2 separate regions of the Mus musculus genome follow, and region 2 is linked to region 1. Evidence: chromatin contacts called from public promoter capture Hi-C data. All regions are on one chromosome and are shown on one strand. Each heading gives the region's core, a stretch centred on a gene start, on an enhancer-like site or on the middle of the called end of the contact. The rest is flanking DNA. Distances are from core to core; before and after follow the strand shown.

Region 1 (5,981 bases), core at 3,016-5,515:
ACAAGGGTCTATCCGAGGAATCAAAGCTTGGTCCAGTATTTTACTAGTCAGTGCCATTCAGTGTGCCAACAGACTTAAGGCAGAAAAATCATACAGCCATCTCAATAGGCAAGGATGGGGGTGGATATGGCCATCTCAATAGGCAAGGAGGGAGTGGGAGATGGTTTGGTGGTTAAAGTGCTGCCATGAAGCATGGAGACCTGCGTTTGGATCCCCGAAAGCACGTGAATGCTGGGTGTTCTTAGCAGGCTGCCTGATGTTCCAGCCTTAAAAGGTGCAGCTGGGGCCCCACAGAGCAAGCTGGCAGTGAGACTGGCCATGTGGGTGGCTCCTTGGAGAACAAGATCGGAGAGCCACAGATGACTCCTGACTTCGGTCCTCTATTTACACACATGTATACCTGCACACATGCAAAGGTGCACACACATACTGTGCACACATGAAAATGGAAAACGAAATTGAAGTAGAGAATTTAATAAGTTCTGCACTTGCTGGTGATTTTTTTTTAAAGGAAATCAATTCTTGTTATCTAAGGAAATAGGAATTAAAGAGAACTTATTGACACTATAAAAGGGTAGTTCTATTTTTGCACAACAAATCACCCAGAGTGTAACAAGAAACATTTGTCTCTCAGGCTAGTTATCCAGGTTTGGCTCAAGTGGATCCTCCGGTCCTCTTTTTCACAGGTTAAACTGAATTTGTCAGTGGAGTATGGAGACCACCTTCCCGACTCACTCACAGGGATGCTGACAGGACTAACTTTCTCAGTTCTTCCCTGCCTCTTGGTCTGTCAGGTCCTCTCTGTGGAGTACTCGAAGCTTTCCCCAGAGCAGTGAGGGCACCCAAGGCAGAGTCACACTCTCCATCACTTTGTGGCATTCCATCACTTGGCATGTTTGAGTCCTTAAAGATAAGTCACTAGATAGATAGACATACTCTTGGGTCTGCTTCCTCAAATGGCAGATTGTGTAATTGAACGGGACTGTCAAGAAAAAAAATGGAAAGAGTGAAAGATTTCGGGATATCAAAGGTTCATTCGAAATCAAGCAAGTAACAAGTCCTAGGTGTTTCTGAGAGCGCTCAGCTGGGGTGGATTATGTCATTTCATTGCAGCCTTTGTTCGCTCTGAGCATACCATGCGCACGTTTTATTCGCTTTGAATACACACACAGTGTACACTGCCTTGCAAATACCTTCATTTGGCTCAGCAGGAGCCAACACCACCTGAAACACCTTCTGTCAGATTTAAGACTTTTGCATCTTTTAAGCACAGTGCTGTTTCTGTAAGTACTTCATGGTTTAACTGTGGGGAAACAACTGTTGTTAATGCTTTGCTGTAGTTCGTCAGCCTGTAAGTATCCAAATACTATCTCCTTAGTTTGTGTTCTTAGAACATTTGTTTTTTTCAAAATCACTGTTTGAATTACTGACTGAGTCTCTCTCTCTCTTTTTTTTTTTTTTTTTTGAATCTATTAAATGAATTTTGGCTTGGGGTTTAGAACAAATTTTCCAAGAATTTTTTAATGTCCCTAAGTATGCTACTGCGGTTCTGTATATCATAGTTATACTGTTTTGGTGCCAAGTATTATAAAATCAAGGAATTGGTCAACTTTTTTTTTTTTTCTTTTTTTTTGGTTTTTCGAGACAGGGTTTTCTCTGTATAGCCCTGGCTGTCCTGGAACTCACTTTGTAAACCAGGCTGGCCTCAGACTCAGAAATCCGCCTGCCTCTGCCTCCCAAGTGCTGGGATTAAAGGCGTGCACCACCACACCCAGCTGAATTGGTCAACTCTTAAAAACAAAGATACTCTTGCAACATCAAATGTTCTTTATAGGAAGAAAAACGAGCATATTCATTTTGTTTTTAATAAGTGATAAAATTATATAGACACCAAAGAATTAGTGTGTATGAGAGAGAGAAAAAGAGAGAGGGAAAGAGAGAGAGAGAGAGGTGCATAAGGGGTGGTATTTTTTTGAGACAGGATCTAGGCTGGCTTGAACTGCCTGTGAGGCCTGGGAATAGACTTTAACCTTCCTGGTCCTCCTACCTTTAGCTCCCAAGTGTTAGATTTACACGAATATGTCACTAGTCCTGGCTCTCCAAGAATTATTTTAAAAATAATTTTTTCATGATTTAATTTTAGAAAACGTTTGACTTGTAAGCTTACTTTATATACCTATATAACCTGAAGACAGTTAAAAGCTTCTCGTGAAAAAAAGGACAGAGTGAGCAAAGCTCAAGAAGGCCCACAAGGGCATAGCTGTCAGGAGGCAGGTCATTAAGCGTCCTCTTAGAGGCTGCCTACAGCAAGCGTAAGTGAATAAGTGAATAAACAATTAACCACCAATGTGCTTACTAGCATAAGACTGCTTTCAATAACAACTCAGAGCAGTGTGGTCTTGCCATCACACAGAAGAACCTACCCAGTGAAAAGAGAAAGTGATAAAGAAAAATCAAAATGTCCCTACTTGGTGGTCCCTATAAACAACTCTCTTAAAAGGTGAAGGAGAACATTGTCAGAGACAGGAACAATAACAGCAATCCTGTCTCCCACTGGGGGCACCTACCTGGCGAGCACAGGGTCCTGAGCTCCACCCAAGTATGGAAATTAGTAATAAGATCGCCATCTTGTACTTAATTCAATCAACTAGAGGGGTTTTGTTTGTTTGTTTGTTTGTCCTTCTGCCTTTTGCCATGTCCCAAGTGAGAACTGCAGCCCACTGGGGAAGAGAGAGGTGTTGGCGCCAAAAAATTTCCATAAGTCTCTTAGAATCCTGAAGCGAGAACACATCTATAGGGAAGGTTAAAAGTCAAATTCATATTAAAACCATTAGAAGCCATTAACCATCTATTTTAATAGCTAAATCCGCTGGTGAGATGGCTCAGCAGTTAAGAGAGCTGACTGCTCTTCCATAGGTCCTGAGTTCAAATCCCAGCAACCACATGGTAGCTCACAACCATCCGTAATGAGACCTGACGCCCTCTTCTGGAGTGTCTGAAGACAGCTACAGTGTACTTACATGTAATAATAGATAAATAAATATTTTTAAAAAATAGTTAAAGCCAAAAGGACCGCAAGGATGCCGGGCACTGGGGACATTGCAGGTGGGAAGGTAAAATGGAAAAGATAAGCTCAATGTGCAGAGGTCTCCCGCTAAGGATTTCCCCAAGAAAAATGAAGACCTGGCTTCACAGAAAGCACCATGCACGGCGTCTATAGCGGCTTCATGTATAATCACCCCACACTGGAAACAATCCAAATATCCTTCAACCAGGATTGAATAAACAAATAAATACCAGTCAGTACGTTCATACAACAGAACGCTACCCGGCAATAAACAGGAAGACACTGCTGCTAAATGCAAGATGTGTGTGGCTCTCAGATGTATTCTGTGAAGTGAGAATCTGACTCAATAAAAGCTGTGCACTGTATGTTTCCATGTACGCGATATTCTGGGCAAGGCAAAGCTATCGAGAAGACAAAAGTCAAAAAGAGTAGGCATTCACATTTGCACATGATTTCTGGGGAGGGTCCCAGACCACCACGAGTCTATTCTAGTAACTCATTATACCTCTACCCTTTGCCAGGCAGCCGTCACGCTCGGTATGCCCAGACCCAGCTTCCTCTTGAGCTCTGTGTACATTTGCATCGCACGTTCCTTGCCCCGGGTTGGCCAGGTTTCACATCGTGCGTTTTCTCTGCTGTAGCCCTGCCGCCAGCACACAAGCACCTCGGCGCCTAGCATAGGGGATGGAAGGGCTGACAAAATGTAGAGGCTGTCTGTGCGATCCTTATTTCAAGATTTCCTGCATCCATCAACTGCCACTGTCACTGTACTGAAACAGGTTCAATAAGAAGGTGATTGGGGAAAGAGTCAAGGCAATCAAAGCAGGCTCTGCACCGCCAAGACCCCACTACATGGGAGGGAAGGCCATCCTGCCTCCCTCTATTGCCTCACTCTCTCTCATTCATTTTTCGAAGCTGCAGCACCGAGCAATTGCTGTCCTCCGGGGTTCACAGGCGAGGAACGGACACCAAGGAGTGGACGTAATAAGGTATGGACCTGGTCACCCTAGCCCGAGCAGGCTGCTAGGACAGCCTGGGAGCAGGCGTTCTCCCTGCAAACTCTCCATGCTGTGATTTCCACGATTTAAACCCTCTGGACCTGCAGCGCGGGGTCAGGGACCCGGCCAAGTGGCTGCGGGTACAGCAGGGCGGAGGGCGGCCCCGCCCAACCGGCGCGGTTCCCATGGGGATCGCAGCAGTCACCCAGCCGAGCTGCAGGCTGCTGTGCTAGAGCTGGGCCGAGAGGCGCCTCAGGAGTCAGGGTGGGAGGTCCCCACAGTCCCTGCAGTTCCCGCAGTCCCCACGGGCCCGGTTGCCCAGCCGGTGTCCTCTTCCGGAGGGAATTGAGACCCGAAACTAGAACCGGGGAAGCCCTTCGCCTTCCTGGTGCTCCAGCCAGCTCAAGTGTCTTAGATCGTATGAACCATAACGTTAAAAAGATAGATTATCTTACAGCTCGGCTCGTTTTTGGATGCTGGCTACATCTTTAGCTCGAGGGAATGAAACAGACAACTGAAATTAGGTCACCCATGGCAGCCACCTGTAGACTCCCAGCCTTGACCGCGATGTCATTGCTGGGTGGGGGTGGAGTCCACACCTGGCTGATCCTTATTCTTTAACTCGCGCCTTGTTTTCTCTAGATCGCGGACGACAGCCCTTACTTGATGAGGCTCGAGAGAGGTCAGTTCATAAACGACCTTTAAAAACTATATGAAAATCCGTTCTCAAGAAGACTTGCTCCTCCTCTGTAATGGAAAAATATGAAAAAATTGGAAAGATTGGAGAAGGCTCCTATGGGGTAGTGTTCAAGTGCAGAAACAGGGACACGGGTCAGATCGTGGCCATCAAGAGGTTTCTGGAAACCGAAGATGACCCTGTCATAAAGAAAATCGCCCTTCGAGAAATCCGCATGCTCAAGGTAGCTAATTTGCTTTTTCTGTGCTAGATAGATGCTCTGGGCTGAGGCTCTGCCCTCTTCCCACACAGCCTTTGTCTTCAATGGCACAAATCAGAGTCTGTGCGCAGAGAACGGATTATGTAAGAGTAAGAAGGTGGACAGGAGAGGTGTGGGGCTCTCTTGGCGTCAACTGCAGACAGTCTTTTCACGGGTCTCTAAGAAGCAGAATTTAAAACAACTCGACTTTGCTAGAGTTTTTGAGTTTTGAGCTTCCAGCTTGTTTTCATTTTGTATTTTTAACCCATTGTCCTGTTTTCTTGGGCTATATATGCATCTGTATATGTGTGTTCATGTGTGCGCGCATAAATGTGTGTGTGTGTGTGTGTGTGTGTGTGTGTGTGTGTGTGGCATTTGGAAGCCAAAGGTTAACACTAGCCATCTTCTTCAACCATTTTCCCCCTTGTATATGGATACAGTGTCTCACTAGGATTGCTAGCCAGTGCTCTCCAGGATCTAGTACTGGGATTGCAGGTGGACAGCTGCCCTCGGGCAGCATTTATTGTGAGTGTTGGAATCTAAGCTTAGGTCCTTGGACAAAGGTGTTCATTACAAGACAAAAGTGTGTTCCCTCTTATTCTGGAAAGAGGCTTCTCTGAATTTCTCAGAGGCAATGCAGCTGCTACTGCAGGATGAGGCAGGCCATGGATGGCTCCCATGGGGAATCAACTGTGCTTCAGAAAGTGTGGCCTCGGTGTTCTGTCCAGACCCTGGCCAAGTGTATGAGTGGATGATGCTCTCAGAAGGGGTGAACTCAAATGTTTGTGCCGGTTCCCAGCTGGGGTCCTCTGCCTACTCTCCTCCACACAGCCAGTGTTGCACTCTGCTCTCGTGAGCCACTGACCATGTCCACTTTCTCAGTAGAAGCTGATAGCTGCCTTACTCTTTATTTAGCATCATCATTGTCAATATTATTACTACTTTGTGGTGTTAAGGATTGAACCCAGAGACTTTATCAAA
Region 2 (5,943 bases), core at 2,598-5,097, 130 kb before region 1:
CTTTTCTAAAGGCTCCAGCAACAGACACAGCAACCACCTCCTTGTCTCTGACGGCCTGGGACAGAAGGATGCGGTTCAGCGCAGCCTCGTCTAACTCAAAGGAATGGTCGTCCTTGACGATGAGGACCTGGACAGGCCCTGCCTTTCTCACTGGCTCCTCCTCTTCTGAGCTCCAGTCACTTGACTTCTCTGAAAACCCACCTGTGGAACAAAATACCAATTACTTCAGCTAATTATCTCAAAATGCCGGATACAGGTGACTCTCAACTCTCAAGCAGAGTGAGCATGTTCATCTCTAGTCACATGTTTTATATCACTCAGACCATGTCACCTGGACCAGACCGGGACTTGTCTTCCTGGTCATGGGATGCAATCAACCATTATTTTCTTTTTAAAATGCTCTAAGTCTAAGTCGGTACAAAGTTCTTTACTAAACAAGAAAAAAACAACCTAAGCAAGCACTCAACTTTTGAAACAGATGAATCTCATGATTGTATTTCTCATGCGCCATCCTCTAAGAGTAGGCTTGGTTAGTTAAACAAATCCTTGCAGTGCCTCAGTGCCTACGCATGAGTGTATTGAGAGTGTACATGCACATCAGTGTGCATACAGATGGAGGTCACAGGTCAATCACTCTGCACCCTGTTTGTCTTAGGCAAGGCATCTCACAGACTCGGGAACTCACTGGTTCAGCTAGACTGGCAGGCCGGCAAGCCCCAGGGATCCTCCTAGCTCTACCTTCCCAGCACTAAGCTTATGGGTGAGTACCACCATGCCTTGTTTTTGTATGGTTGTGGAGAGCAAACTCAGGCCCTCAGGCTTGTACAGAAAGTGAATAACTGAGCCCAAAAACTTGTATTCAGACCTTTACATGCATGTCCACACTCATATCATTAACGTACATGTGTGGCATACATATATACATACATACATACATATTATTATTTTTATTTATGTATATGGTATGATAGTATCGTGTGTCTGTGTGTGTGTGTGTGTGTGCGCGCGCACCTTGTTTGTGCAGGTTCCCATGGGAGTCAGAAGAAGACATAGTATCCCTGGAGCTGGAGGTGTAGCTAGTTGTAAGCCACCTGATGTGGGTACTGGGAACTGAGTTCAGGTCATATGGAAGAGCAACAAATGCTCTTAAACACTAAGCCATCTCTCCAGACACCATATTTTAACAAATAAGCAAACAGACAACAAAAAGAATGACCCAGATGACCACAAACTTCAGAAGCCAATCAAGAGACCAAATCTAAGAACTCATGAGATAGAAAGAGTTAAGATAAATACTAAAGCATAGGGTGTTCAATGAAGTTACAGCAGACAATTTCCCAGCCTGAGGAAGAAATGAACGTCCAATCCTAAGAGGCACTTAGAATGACAAACAGAAAACACAGGAGAAGAACATACACTCAACATGCAAAACCACTGCACCTGCACAAGCACACGTGCACCTCTCCAAATTAACAGATGTAGAGCAACTGTTAATTCAACATAATAAACTTTATTATAGTGTTCTTATGTATTTAGCACTTTGTTATGTCTCATAAACTCCTTATGAGAATTTGAAAATATATCTATTATGCTTTAAAGTTTTACTTTTGGTGTTTAAGTTCTATCAGGAGTTAGTACTTGTATAAAGTATATAGTAGAAATCAAATTTTTCCTATATCAATAATACTTATCTTAATTAAAATAGTTTAGAAAAGTTATTATCTATAGTATGGAAATCCTCTCTTGTCTAATTAATATTAGTTTAGGCTATTTTAACCCTTTGGAGCTGTATATTATAATCAATACGATAAATTTGTTTTATAATTAAAATTGCACTGTACTGCTAGGCACAGTGGCAATCCAATAACTGCGGAAGCTGAGGCAAGAGGATCTTGAATTTGAAGCTAGTCTGGGCTTTGTAGCGAGAAACGGGTTCCTATGCCCTCTTCTGGCCTCTTCAGGAACTGCATACATGTGATGCTCAGGTGCAGGCAAAACACTTATACAGAAAATAAAAATAAAACCTTTTTTAAAATACTAAGAATTATGCTAGTTTAGTAGAGTCGTGGTTAGAGATTTTCCTCCAAGATGCATGACTTCATTGTCCCTGAGTAGTAGGTTTCCAGTACCAGGAATGGTTTCCCTCTTGTTGAGAGGGTCTTAGGTCCAATTAGAGACTTGGTTAGCACAAGTTATGTGTGCCAGCATAATCTCTAACAAAAATGTAAGCATTTGTCCTTATACCCAGACAGACGTAGTCTTCACTTCTCCCTTATCAAGGAAAATTCTCTTGTGAAGACCACAACAGAAAACCACACCCAATCAAACTATAGTGTTATGGAGTCCATTCCCAACGGCCACATCTACCAAACACTCCCACCCACACCCACACCCACACCCACACCCACAGCTCAGGGAACATAACGGAAAGGAAGGAAGAAAGACTGTATGAACCAGAGGACCATGGATTTTGCTGTGAGATACTATGTAATATCTCATTATAGATTATTTACTCTTTATTCATAACCCTGCCTTTTCATGGTACACACAGAAACCTGTGGTCACATCCCTAGATCCCTAGATATTATGTAATATCTCACAGCAAACTCCATGTAATATCTCCTTGTAACATCAAAAGCCACAACCATAAAGTCTCACCAACATCACTGCCCAAATAGACATTCCAAAGTGGACAGAAAAAGTTCATGAGGTCTCAGTCTTACACAATGAACTCCAAGCAACTAAGAAATGCTGACACTAGGAGGACCAGTGTTCCCTATGGAAGAGCACACCAGTAGTTATCCAGTATCAAATGGTCAGTCCTGATACAGACAACATTATACCAATTGAACATGATACACTTAAGAATATATGTATATACGTATATGAATATAACAATTAACGAGAAAAGAGGCCATGAACTTGAAAGAGATTGTGTGTTAGGTATAAGGGAGGGAGGGCTTAGTGCTGCTGCCGTGTGAGCTTCCTGGATAAGGCTCACTGTTTTTCACAGCTTTGATGGGTGTACTCTGGAGAGGCACAGCCTAAGGGGCTTTGTTCCAGAATTGCTTCTGCTACTGATGTGCCTTCTCATGTTTGTCATTGCTGTGTGTCTGGCCTGGTGTGACTAGACATGGGGAAACCTTCAATGCCTAGATAACCTAGTGTGGTTACTTCCTGAGTGAAATTATTATTGAGCAAATTTCCCTGTAGATCAACATAAAAATAAACTTTCCTGAGATAATACTGTTTAGATGAATTAAGGACTTTACAGGATTCCTGATTTGATTTAAATGGTTTAGGAAGTTAGAGTAGTGGATAGAAAGTCCAAGGAGATGGTTTAAGTTGCTGTGCCTGAAACACAGAACACAGCAGGAACTCCTTGTAGGAGTAAGCACAGCCTGCAGAGGTAGAAGCGAGCACAGAGAACGTTCAGGCATGGCAAGCACACACTTGAACTTGGAAGAGAAAAAGACTTGGGACAAGTTAGAGAGCAAAGAAAACATTTCATTCTAGGTCGGGTCTGAGTTCCTGGATCTTGTTCTCTAGGGATGTGACCACAGGTTTCTGTGTACACCATGGAAAGGCAGAGCTAGGAATAAAGAGTAAATAATCTATAATGAGTATAAGAACAGAGAGCAAATGTTGCCAGTTTAACTGAACAAGACTTCAAAAATAAGACATATGATAGATGGTGATCTGTTTCTTGGTAAATACATACTGTAGACTGGCTTGCTTAAATTCTGTTAATCAATGACAAGAGAATTCTTGCTTTGGGATTGTGTTGACCTTGTGGAGAGAACACTGGCCGGGAAATGTTTAGTGAGAGACAAGTTTCAAAGAAGCTCACAATCAATAACCCTTGTGTAATCAATAACCCTTGTGTAATCAATAACCCTTCATGTAATGACTTTAGTCTGTCTTTTTAAGAATATGTTTTGTGTTGACTGTTTTTAGAGAATGTGTAACTTGTAGTTATGAGGTAATCTTTTTTTTCACATAGAATACTCTGTCTTAGGTGCTTAAGAGAAAAAAAGTTGTTGGAGTCAACTTGTTGGAGTTTGCTTCATCCACCAAATATGTGTATATGTGTGTGTGAATGTGTGTGTGTGTGAATGTGTGTGTGTGTGAATGTGTGTGTGTGAATGTGTGTGTGTGAATGTGTGTGTGTGTGAATGTGTGTGTGTGAATGTGTGTGTGTGTGAATGTGTGTGTGTGTGAATGTGTGTGTGTGTGAATGTGTGTGTGTGAATGTCTCCCAAGATTTAAAGAGTTCAGAGTTTCTCATTGGTCACAGGGAGTGCTGGCCCCAGTGAATCAAGCTTTATTCCCTCAGAAAAAGTTTGCTAAGTGATCAATGGTTGACTTCTCATTTGACCACAGTGTACCCTGTGGTGTCGAGGCGGCAACAGCTTAGAGAGAGGAAATGAAAAAATACAGAAATTATATAAGCTGAAAAATAAAAACGATAATACTGTGCACATATAAAAAAAGAAACAGAGAAGAAGGAAAAAAAGAAAGAAAGGAAGGAAGGAAGGAAGGAAGGAAGGAAGGAAGGAAGGAAGGAAGGAAGGAAGAGGCTCTCTGCTCCTCCCTGTTCCAGAGACAGCTGCATCTTCTTGTGCGGTGCCAGCCTCGTCCCGTAGACAAAATGGTGAAGGTCGGTGTGAACGGATTTGGCCGTATTGGGCGCCTGGTCACCAGGGCTGCCGTCTGCAGTGGCAAAATCTCCGTGGAGATTGTTGCCATCAACGACCCCTTCATTGACCTCAACTACATGGTCTACTTGTTCCAGTCTGACTCCACCCATGGCAAATTCAACAGAACAGTCCAGGCCGAGAATGGGAAGCTTGTCATCAACGGGAAGCCCATCACCATCTTCCAGGAGCGAGACACACCCCCCCCCCTCGCTAACATCAAATGGGGTGATGCCGGTGCTGACTATGTCGTGGAGTCTACTGGTGTCTTCACCACCATGGAGAAGGCCGGGGCCCACTTGAAGGGTGGAGCCAAAAGGGTCATCATCTCCGCCCCTTCTGCCGATGCCCCCATGTTTGTGATGGGTGTGAACCACGAGAAATATGACAACTCACTCAAGATTGTCAGCAATGCATCCTGCACCACCAACTGCTTAGCCCCCCTGGCCAAAGTCATCCATGACAACTTTGGCATCATGGAAGGGCTCATGACCACGGTCCATGCCATCACTGCCACCCAGAAGACTGTGGATGGCCCCTCTGGAAAGCTGTGGCGTGATGGTCGTGGGGCTGCCCAGAACATCATCCCTGCATCCACTGGTGCTGCCAAGGCTGTGGGCAAGGTCATCCCAGAGCTGAACGGGAAGCTCACTGGCATGGCCTTCCGTGTTCCTACCCGAAATGTGTCTGTTGTGGATCTGACGTGCCGCCTGGAGAAACACGCCAAGTATGATGACATCAAGAAGGTGGTGAAGCAGGCATCTGAGGGCCCACTGAAGGGCATCTTGGGCTACACTGAGGACCAGGTTGTCTCCTGCGACTTCAACAACAACTCCCACTCTTCCACCTTCGATGCCGGGGCTGGCATTGCTCTCAATGACAACTTTGTCAAGCTCATTTCCTGGTATGACAATGAATACGGCTACAGCAACAGGATGGTGGACCTCATGGCCTACATGGCCTCCAAGGAGTAAGAAACCCTGGACCACCCACCCCAGCAAAGACACTGAGAGCAAGAGAGAGGCCCTCGGTTGCTGAGGAGTCCCTATCCCAACTCGGCCCCCAACACTGAGCATCTCCCTCAAAATTTCCATCCCAGACCCCCATAATAACAGGAGGGGCCTAGGGAGCCCTCCCTACTCTCTTGAATACCATCAATAAAGTCCGCTGCACCAAAAAAAAAAAAAAAAAAAAAAAAGAAAAAGAAAGGGAGGGAGGGAGGGAGGGAGGGAGAGAGAGAGAGAGA

What was found. Promoter capture Hi-C pulls out the DNA fragments that hold promoters and counts their contacts.
Region 2: a promoter capture Hi-C map of liver shows a contact between it and region 1. The contact joins the enhancer-like site here to the promoter of Cdkl1 in region 1. A contact is called at or near these places in 8 of 39 promoter capture datasets (the 3T3-L1 cell line, the HPC-7 cell line, HPC-7-derived erythroid cells and 4 more), 1 of 15 datasets of contacts at CTCF or cohesin (large pre-B cells), 3 of 115 datasets of contacts at active chromatin or transcription factors (embryonic stem cells and large pre-B cells) and 2 of 9 other capture datasets (adipose tissue and liver).

The regions. Positions count from the first base shown.
Region 1 is chr12:69,788,991-69,794,971 of GRCm38.p6, reverse strand. Cdkl1 (cyclin-dependent kinase-like 1 (CDC2-related kinase)) reads left to right here and starts at 4,265. Exons shown (of 10, transcript NM_183294.2): 1 at 4,265-4,329; 2 at 4,708-4,985. The coding sequence starts at 4,818. 4930512B01Rik (RIKEN cDNA 4930512B01 gene) reads right to left here and starts at 4,628. Exons shown (of 8, transcript NR_033573.1): 1 at 4,521-4,628.
Region 2 is chr12:69,920,200-69,926,142 of GRCm38.p6, reverse strand. It overlaps Atl1 (atlastin GTPase 1), which reads right to left. Exons shown (of 15, transcript NM_178628.5): 3 at 1-201. It also overlaps the pseudogene Gm6316. Among named protein-coding and RNA genes, the nearest start is that of Map4k5, 30 kb to the right of the region's middle. Within about 2 kb of position 3,847, at least 4 of the 459 cell types and tissues checked have an H3K27ac peak or open chromatin away from gene starts, as enhancers often do. A contact at or near this core is called in liver, where this site is marked.